Regions from separate parts of the Mus musculus genome. Here regions 1 and 2 are each linked to region 3. A link is a contact called in public promoter capture Hi-C data. All regions are on one chromosome and are shown on one strand. The core of a region is the stretch at or near the end of the contact, and the rest is flanking DNA. Distances in the headings are between cores, read along the strand shown.

Region 1 (2,825 bases), core at 72-2,571, 110 kb before region 3:
CCACAGACCCTACAGAGCCCAGACTGTGATGGACCTCCAACTCTTAGCAGGTGAATTCAGGCATCCAGAATCTCCACAGTCCTCTTCCCACAAAAGACCCACCCTGCACTTCAAGGGATAAATATTTCCATTTGGCTCAACCAGGGGAAGTGTGTGATATAAAGAAGGGGCCCAGAGCTTGCTGGAGGGCAAGTCCATCAAACTTTCCCAGAGCTAAGCAACTTCCTGCACTAAACACACAGTCTGAGAGGCTGGCCCCACAGTTCTCACCTTGGGCAAGTGTTTCATAACACACATCACCACTGGTTGTAGGGATGGCATCTTGACCAAAGAAAAGCTCTTTTCCAGAAGGTCTTCCAGCTTCTTGTACCTGCACAGATTTGCACAGCTGAGGAAGTGTGTCTCCACATGCAGAACATACAGAGAAGAGGAATCCCTCAAACACATTCCATTCCAGGTTGTATCTACAGGTAGGGCTGTGCAGCCATGGAGACCATCAATGCTACTCACAAAGATAAGCAGCTTCCTGGTAGAGACCCACCTCTCCTCTGCCTTTCCCTCAGAGGCAATTGCTGACACTCGTTCCAGAAGTTTGTCACGTAGTTCATCAAACACTGACTGATGGAACTCCAGCCGCGGTGTCCCGTGTAGATCCAAGAAGGGCAGGGCCGACTGCAGGGAAGGCAGCAACACGCCATTCTCTGTCTGGAGAAGCAGAGGGTAAACGCGTACGCATTTTGCTTGGCCGCAGCCAAGTCAGCACGGACACCACGGATGCCGAGTACTAGGGTCCGCCATAGTAACAGCGGAAAAGGGAAAACACTCAGTTACTCAGCGGGTCCCTAGCGCAGAACCTTTAGCGCCTCCATCCAAGCGTCGGGAGCGCGCCGAATTGTGTCCAGCTTCCCTAGCTGCCCCGGCCCCTTCTGCCCACCTGAAATTGTTCAATGGCCTTGAGAGGCTCGGTGCAGTTGGTCAGGGTCTCTTTCAGGTCCTCGCCATTGGCCACGCCCAGGTCCTGGAGCCCCGCGAACATGGCGGAGGCTCCGGCGGACGCTCGGCTGTGTACCCCATCCCCACCGCGCTCCGCTGGAGCCGTAGCGGACCCTGACGGAGCCCCAGAAGCCCTCTCCACGGTGCCACGAGGACCCCCCAAGCCCCGTTCGCCCGCCGCCTCCAGTGTGGCCAGATCGCGTCAGCAGAGCAGCTCGCACGGACCCACACCTCCCACTTCCGCCCTTGACTGCCTAGGTCCAGCAGCCAATAGGCCCCGGGAAAACGCCTCCGCCGCCCGCAGGTTCCGAGCAGCGACTTGCTACCCAGTGAGAGGTCGTGAGAACGTGCTCAAGGGGCGGGGTCGAGATGTGAAGTTACCCCATCTCCGGAGGCCTTAGCCACTCTAGCCCGCGCTCTTGTCAGTACGATGAAAATTTCAGCTTTTCAGTTCGACTGCTCTCTGGGAACCAGAACCTACGACAGTTTCAGGGGATCTGATGCCCTCTTCTGACCTCCACAAGCACCATGGGGTATACAGACATACATGCATTTATATGCATAAATGAAGTCACTTTTTAAGTGAGTTCTGGTTTGGGCTTAGTAGTACAATTTTTTTCCCCCTTGAGACATGGACACTTTAGACTTGGTTGTCTCAAACTCAGACCCTCTGCTTCCTGACTGCTGGGGTTAAAGGCTTGTGCTGTCACACTTGGCAATGATGCATATCTTTAATCCTAGCACTTGGGAGGTAGAACCAGGAGACTCTCTGTTAGTTCAGGACTAGCCTGGTTTACACAGTAACTTCCAAGACAGCCAGGGCCTGTCTGGGGAGGATGGAAAGAAAGAAAGAAATCAGCTCTGAGAGCTAGGAAAATAATAGCTCAGCAGTTAAGAACGTTTTCTGCTTATTGCAGGGGGCCTGGGTTCAGTTCCAGCACCTACATAGCAGCTCTGTAACGTCACTTCCAAGGAATCTAATGTCTTCTGGGTACTAAGCACACATACACATACATACAAGCAAACAAAACACCATACACATAAAATACATTTTAAAAACGTTCTTTAGTGAGATCTGTGTCTGGGTGTGGAAGAAAGTATGGAGAGAGCTCTGGAGAAATTGCTATTACTAGCTGCAGGGCAAGGCTCCTGAAGGGGGCTACTTCTAAGTAGGAAGGCAGATCAACAGTGCTGAGGGAACCATCATTGGGCAGGGGCTAGGGTGGGAAGGCTTTGGGCGTGGGTTCTCAGAACACAAGTTACCAAACCCAGTTGACTCTTCAGGTCAAGGCTCCAGGGGAGTAGGGCCAGTGTCTGGTGAGCTGATTCCCTGGGTCCTACCTCAGTGGGCTAGGCAAGGCTGTCTGCAGACAGGTGTCTGCACCCCAGGTTCTGACTTCCCATCCCATCCCAATAGTTCCTCAGCCCAGCAAGCATCCCTGATCCTCAGGTAGATGCTGGACCTTAGGTGAGTGGATTAGATTGTCCCACATTGCCTTTTCCTATTCTATCCTAGGTCAGAAAGCTTAGGGTTAGTTCCCAGACTGCCATTTCAATCCTGAAGAAAAGAACACCACGCAGGAACAGAGAAAGCCAGAAATACCAGGGAAGCAGAAAGCCACATATTCAAGACAGCCCATTGGGCAAAGGATGGGCAACCAGGCACACCAGAGACCACAGTTCAGAAGAATCATTTGCATCTTGGTATAGTGGGGTGAAAGGGGACTCTGGGAAGACTCTTCTTGTTGGACAGCCTAAGCCAGAAGAGTGGGTGAGGGGTGTCTAGAGGATCAGAAAGCCGGCTATAGACAAAGAGTTCCAAAGGAAGCCTT
Region 2 (2,762 bases), core at 180-2,679, 110 kb after region 3:
CAAACACTTCTAAGGACCCACCAAAGGCCAGGCTCTAAGAGCAGAAAGATGCTAGGCTTACATGAATATGGAGTAGGTGGGGAGGTGGGTGGTGTTGGGGTAGCAAGTAAACCTCTTATATAAGGGACAACCTGTCTTCTCAGTCACCCCTGCTTTCCAGCCCCTTTTGTGCAGTCTGGCTAGAGCAGGGAGGCCTGATCTGGTAGTCACAATGGATGACTGTGGTAAATTTTCACAGTTGTGATGTCTCAGCATCATTTTGAATATAAACCTAACTTTCTCAGGTCAGAATTAGGGCTCTCTGACCTGTAGCAGTTTCCGGTTATGCACACCCAGCCCTTCACGTGGTGTGTCTAGCTCTTCATACCTGGTAAGCATTTCTGCTGCCCTGCCCGCTGGGCATCTGCCTCACCTGCATGGAAATCGCAGGTGGACTGCAGTGACCCCAGGCATATGCACCTTACGTGTTCTAAATTCAGTTAAAACTATGTAAGAAATGTGTTTGGATGATACCCTGGACCTCAAAACAGCTGTCTCCACCTGCAGAGAGAGAGAGAGAGAGAGAGAGAGAGAGAGAGAGAGAGTATTTTGGACAGGGTCTCATGTTGCGCAGGCTAGCTTTGAATTCTCTATATAACCAAGGATGACCTTGAATACTTCATCCCTTCTGCCTCTGCCTTTTTGATGCTGGGATTACACGTGCGTGGTTGCTCTCTATTATTTATTTTATTGAGATATGGTCTCTCTATGTAGACCAGTGTGGACTTGAACTCACAAAGATCTGCTTTTCTCTGCCTCCCTGAGCTGAGCGCTGGGTTAAAGGTAAATCTGCCATGACCTGCTGTTGCTCTGCATTTTGATAATCTAGGTAAACGCCATTTCATCAGCAGGTGGTGGCTCGTCTATGAGGAACACAGAATGCTTTTGTGAAGGTGGTCGAACTACCGCAGTCCCTCTCATCAGGCTCCTCTTTAAAATATCTAAGTCACATCGTGTTGTTGCACCTCAAGCCGCGATGGGATTCTCCTAACGGACCAATGTCTCTCCTCTAAATGAGTGACTGACCCTGCTTCCTGTCTCTACAAGTGAGGAGGGTCAATCTAATGGTGACCAAGCCTCCTTCAGTTTTCCAAACAGGACAGTAAACACCTTGGGTACCCCTCTGCGTAAATCTCTCAATTGGAGACTCATATTTGGAATCTCCTGGGAGAAGCATAGGGTACCTGCGTTCTCCCTAGACCTCGGAAAGGTGCGAGCCGGGATCTTGGTTTAGATGGGGGCTGTGAGGGATCTTGGAAACACTGCATTATGGGTCCAGTGAGCAGCGAGGCCTAGTGCTGTGCGCAGGTGCAGGCGGGCGCGGGCGCCCCCTGGCGGCTACCCGGGCGCAGAGACGCCTTTAAGTGGGGGCGACGGGCGCGGGCGCGACGAGTCTCTGTAGCTGCGGCCGCCGGGGCGGAGCCTGCGAGCAGCAGGTCCTGGACTCTCGAGCGCCCCGCCCCCGCGCGGGCGATGCCGAGCGGCGCGGCCGGCAGCGGGGCCCGGCGGGGCGCGCAGAGGACAGGGCCGCGGCGCTGAAGCGGCGGAGCGCGGCCCGGCCATGGGCTTCCTGCACCAGCTGCAGCTGCTGCTCTGGAAGAACGTGACGCTGAAGCGCCGGAGCCCGGTGAGCGAGCCGCGCCCGCCCTTAGGGGCTCGCAGGCCGCGCGCCCAATTTGCCGGTGCGCTCTCCGCGTGCACGTGCAGTGTCCAGGCGCGCGCAGACCCCGGGAGGGCGCCACCGGAGACCCTGTTCGGGGCCGGACGATTCCGCGGGCTTCCGGGCCTCCGGCAGTGGGTTCGGCTGTGCCCTGGTCCGCTGACACTCGCAGCGCACGGCTGAGTCACGGGCCGGCGCCCTCCGCAGCGCTTTCTGGCAGGCTGGGGTGGGGGCAGGTGGTCCCTGGACTTCAGCTAGAGCTAGGTGCAGGTTCCTGGTCCAGAGCGCTAGCTGGGACACACCATTCAGCTTAGGGACTCAGAGCCCTGGTCCCATCATCTCTGGGGCCCCCATAGGAACCTGTCTTTTCATTCCCTTTACTGGTACTCTGCCCTTGGGCAAGCACCTTAGGCTGAAGCTGGTACCAAACAGCCTTCGCCGCCGCTGCTACCGCCCTCCTCCTCTTCCTCCTCCTCCTCCTCTTCCTCCACCACTACCACCACCACCACCACCACCACCTTCTCCTCCCTTCATCTCCTTTCCTAACCCATCCTGGCAAGTCACAACCCTTACTCCTGCTTTCTCATCCCTGGGAATGTCCTTGTTGTGTGGACTCAACCTGTTAAATCCCAGCACCCTTTGGGGCCAGTTTCTCCTGAGGCTGCTCCTCTGATTTCTCCTGCCTTGGGCCTCTCTTGGGGCTGGGTTCTGCTGAGCTTCTTAGTACCTGTCTAGGCCAGGCAGGGTATAAAGAGTGTTGGGGTACGAGTCCTGTGTGAGGAGCAGGATGCCAGGCACGGATGGCGTTTGCAGTGTTGGTTTTCATCCCAGTCCCTGGAAGAGCAAGGGCATCCAGAGAGTCCTGGGCCAGCAAGAGTGTCCGAGGGCCCTTGGGATTTTCCAGGATGGAGACAAGAGAGTGCAGGACCTAAAAGAAGGGCCTTAACCAGCTCATACCCAGGGACCCCTTGGGCAGCAACACTCCACCTATGTTCTTTGAGTACTTTAGATTCATAATAAGAAACTCTGGTCTGTAGGCAGGGTGGGTAGCAGTCATCACCAC
Region 3 (2,789 bases), core at 7-2,506:
GTTATTTTGAGACGTAGTGTGTGCTAGTGCCATGTGCATGAACATGTGTGTGAGCAGATATGTTCATGGATGTAGATGTCCTTTGAAAAGCAAGTATTAATAGACTTGGCACAGTCTCTGTTCCTGTCCTCATTTTACATAAGATGGTGCATTGCAGTGACTCTCATGGCTTCATTGGAATTCAGCAGCCAGTTCAGCTAGGGGAGGACAGCTTCACCAGCAACATGTCCTCCCCTGCAGCACACTGCACTCAGCTCCCACTCTGTGCCTTGGTGTCTCTGGCATGCGCAGTCCTCACTCCAACCCCTGCAGAGCCTGTTTGCTCTGGCACCTGGACCATCCTATGCAGACCCATGAATGGGGGAAGGGAAGAGAGGTAAGGAAAGAAACAAAGATAGCCCCAGGCCTCATCCAGCCAGTTCCCTGAAGTGCTCCTCCATCTTGTGCTCAAAATGTCTAGAACCACACTGACTAGATGGAACAGATCACCAATGATAGTCACATGACAGCACACATGGTCCTCTGAGGACCAGTCCAGGGGGAACCAGCAGACACAGACATTTGTCCCAGGCCTTTCCAGGGACCAGTTGGCTTGGGGTGGTCTGGTAAGGAGACTGAGAAGGACCAGGGAAGGATCGAATGAAACTGGGGCAGTGGAGGATGGTGGAGGAGCAGGGGAGAGAGGAAGTAGTGGTCACCTGGCTAGAGATGAGGTCCTCACACACTGACAGGGCCATCTGTATGGCGTTGGGCTTGTGGGTGACAGAAGTGGCGTTGAGCTGTATCTTCCAAGAGCCGTGTCGCTTATTGGCCTGGTTTACTGCCTCGCGGAACATCTGCTCGTGCTTGCGCGTGCTCAGCACCGCGCCGATGTTGACAATCTTGGGGTCGCAGGCAGCGCGGGCGAAGGAGCAGGAGAAAAGCAGGGCGAATGTCAGCAGGTGCATGGTGCTCATGAGCCTCGGGCACAGCGGGCCTGGTTCTGGGTTGCGCGAGCGCGACCACCTCGCGATGTACGGACCCCCGGGCCCCCGCGCGGTCAAGCACCCGCGGATTCTTCAGGAGCCCAGGGCGAGCGCGGCGGGTGCTGTCCGAGGTGCTGAAGCGTATTGGGCGCTGCTCGAACACCCGCGCGGAAAAGGCGAAAAAGACAGCTGCCTGGACTGTGCGACTGGTCCCGATGCTGCGGCGACTGCAGCAGCTGCGGAGTCGTGAGCGGGACCTACGCGTTCTACCCCTCCCACCGCCCCCGCTTCCTGACGCGGAGTCGAGCGCGCGCCTCCTGACGCGCGCCTGCGTTGGCGTAAATGCTTGGAGCGCGCGAGTGAGACGCGCCCACGTGGGCATGTGCACGCGCGTTAGCATACAGAGAACCAGGGACAGTCATCCGTGTGGTCCCGACTTGCGATAGCTGAGCCGGGTTTCTTATCACCACGTGCACCTGCACTCTTAAGTGTATTTAAACAGGAGGGAATGCATTGTGAATGCTTGAGTGTGCGCGCTCAAGTAGAAGTTCTTACCTACAGTTTGTAATATTTTGGGACTTGATTCTTCCAAGGTCAGGAAGAGGCCCTGTCCCTCTATACCGCTGGGGGAAGGATATTGGTGATTTCCTTCTGATAGGGCTCAGTATTATAGGAGAGAGTTGGATACACTCTAGAGGGTGAGATAGGATTGCTAGAGTTCAAGGCCAGCCTGGGCTACATAGTGAGTAACAGGATCTGTCTATAAATAAATAAAACCAAATTGGAGGGAGGGGAACACCACACCTTGGATCCGTGACTTAGACTCCCTTCTGGAGGTTAAGAATAGGTGTGACGGCCGGGCGGAGGTGGTGCACGACTTTAATCCCAGCACTCTGAAGGCAGAGGCAGGCAGATTTCTGAGTTCGAGGCCAGCCTGGTCTACAAAGTGAGTTCCAGGACAGCCAGGGCTATACAGAGAAACCCTGTCTCGGGGGGGGGGGGGGGGAAGGAAAGGAAAGAAAAGAAAAGAAAGAAAATTTAAAAAGAAGAAAAAGAAAAAATAGGTGTGACATTGGCTCCTCTACTATAGAGTGGTACCTTCTAGGAGACCTGAAGGAGACCAAGGACAGAGGAAGCTGTTTATAGCAGCTAAAGCAAGGTTAGACATCAGGCAGCACTGTCTGAATTAGATTATTTTGTATTCCCTGCTTCCTCTCTTTGGCTGTTCACCAGTGTGAACTGCATCTTGCTCCCAGCAGTCATTTCCCAGAGCTCTCCTTGTTTCTCAGTCTGGCAATCCTAATTCTTTGTCCCCCTCCTGCCATGTAAAGTACAGCCTTTCCCAAATTAAAAAAAAAAAAAAAACTGCTGAAGCTCCACCCCTGCCAGTGACATCAGTATTTCCAATAGCAACCAGGATTTTGCAGGCTCCCCTGTAAATGCTTCCTAGGGGATAAAGGAGGAGGTCGTCACACCTATGTGCTGAGCAGTGCAGGGGAGAATCCTGGACCCACACGTTCACACTCCTGAGTCCTCTTGTTAAAGCTGTCTTCCAGAGCAGAGGACAGGCAGGCCTGTGGCACTGTCTAAGACCCCTGTCTTGGCTCCCTTTCTTTTCTCTGCTGCCCGGAGGTTCCATGTCTGCACACTCTCTGTTCTGGCATTAAAGAACACAGAGGAAAGAGCTCAGCCTCATGGCCTCGAGGCTCTAACAGCTTTCAGGAGTCCCGGAGCTGGCACCATCTGCACACATGTTGGGGCCATCTCCAGACATCTGTGGTTTCTGACAAGTCAGGGCCTGAAGGCTGTATAGGGGTGGGCCTG

What was found. Capture Hi-C pulls out chosen DNA fragments and counts their contacts.
Region 1: a contact with region 3 is called in a promoter capture Hi-C map of liver. The contact joins the promoter of Nelfb here to the promoter of Grin1 in region 3. A contact is called at or near these places in 17 of 39 promoter capture datasets (3T3-L1-derived adipocytes, the HPC-7 cell line, HPC-7-derived erythroid cells and 12 more), 2 of 15 datasets of contacts at CTCF or cohesin (the NIH/3T3 cell line and embryonic stem cells), 4 of 484 Hi-C or Micro-C datasets (the HPC-7 cell line, female germline stem cell-derived STRA8 germ cells, neural progenitor cells and 1 more), 10 of 115 datasets of contacts at active chromatin or transcription factors (the 230-238 cell line, the HPC-7 cell line, cardiomyocytes and 6 more) and 3 of 9 other capture datasets (adipose tissue, liver and pancreatic islet).
Region 2: a promoter capture Hi-C map of adipose tissue shows a contact between it and region 3. The contact joins the promoter of Abca2 here to the promoter of Grin1 in region 3. A contact is called at or near these places in 14 of 39 promoter capture datasets (the 3T3-L1 cell line, 3T3-L1-derived adipocytes, the C10 cell line and 8 more), 2 of 484 Hi-C or Micro-C datasets (both in embryonic stem cells), 3 of 115 datasets of contacts at active chromatin or transcription factors (effector CD8 T cells, embryonic stem cells and pancreatic cancer cells) and 3 of 9 other capture datasets (adipose tissue, liver and pancreatic islet).

Annotation. Positions count from the first base shown.
Region 1 is chr2:25,210,168-25,212,992 of GRCm38.p6, forward strand. Nelfb (negative elongation factor complex member B) reads right to left here and starts at 1,322. Exons shown (of 13, transcript NM_021393.3): 1 at 935-1,322; 2 at 542-705; 3 at 271-370. The coding sequence starts at 1,180. It overlaps Stpg3 (sperm tail PG rich repeat containing 3), which reads right to left. Exons shown (of 6, transcript NM_028961.1): 6 at 2,392-2,825.
Region 2 is chr2:25,427,170-25,429,931 of GRCm38.p6, forward strand. Abca2 (ATP-binding cassette, sub-family A (ABC1), member 2) reads left to right here and starts at 1,430. Exons shown (of 49, transcript NM_001368624.1): 1 at 1,430-1,666. The coding sequence starts at 1,601.
Region 3 is chr2:25,317,931-25,320,719 of GRCm38.p6, forward strand. It overlaps Grin1 (glutamate receptor, ionotropic, NMDA1 (zeta 1)), which reads right to left and starts at 1,257. Exons shown (of 20, transcript NM_008169.3): 1 at 699-1,257. The coding sequence starts at 956.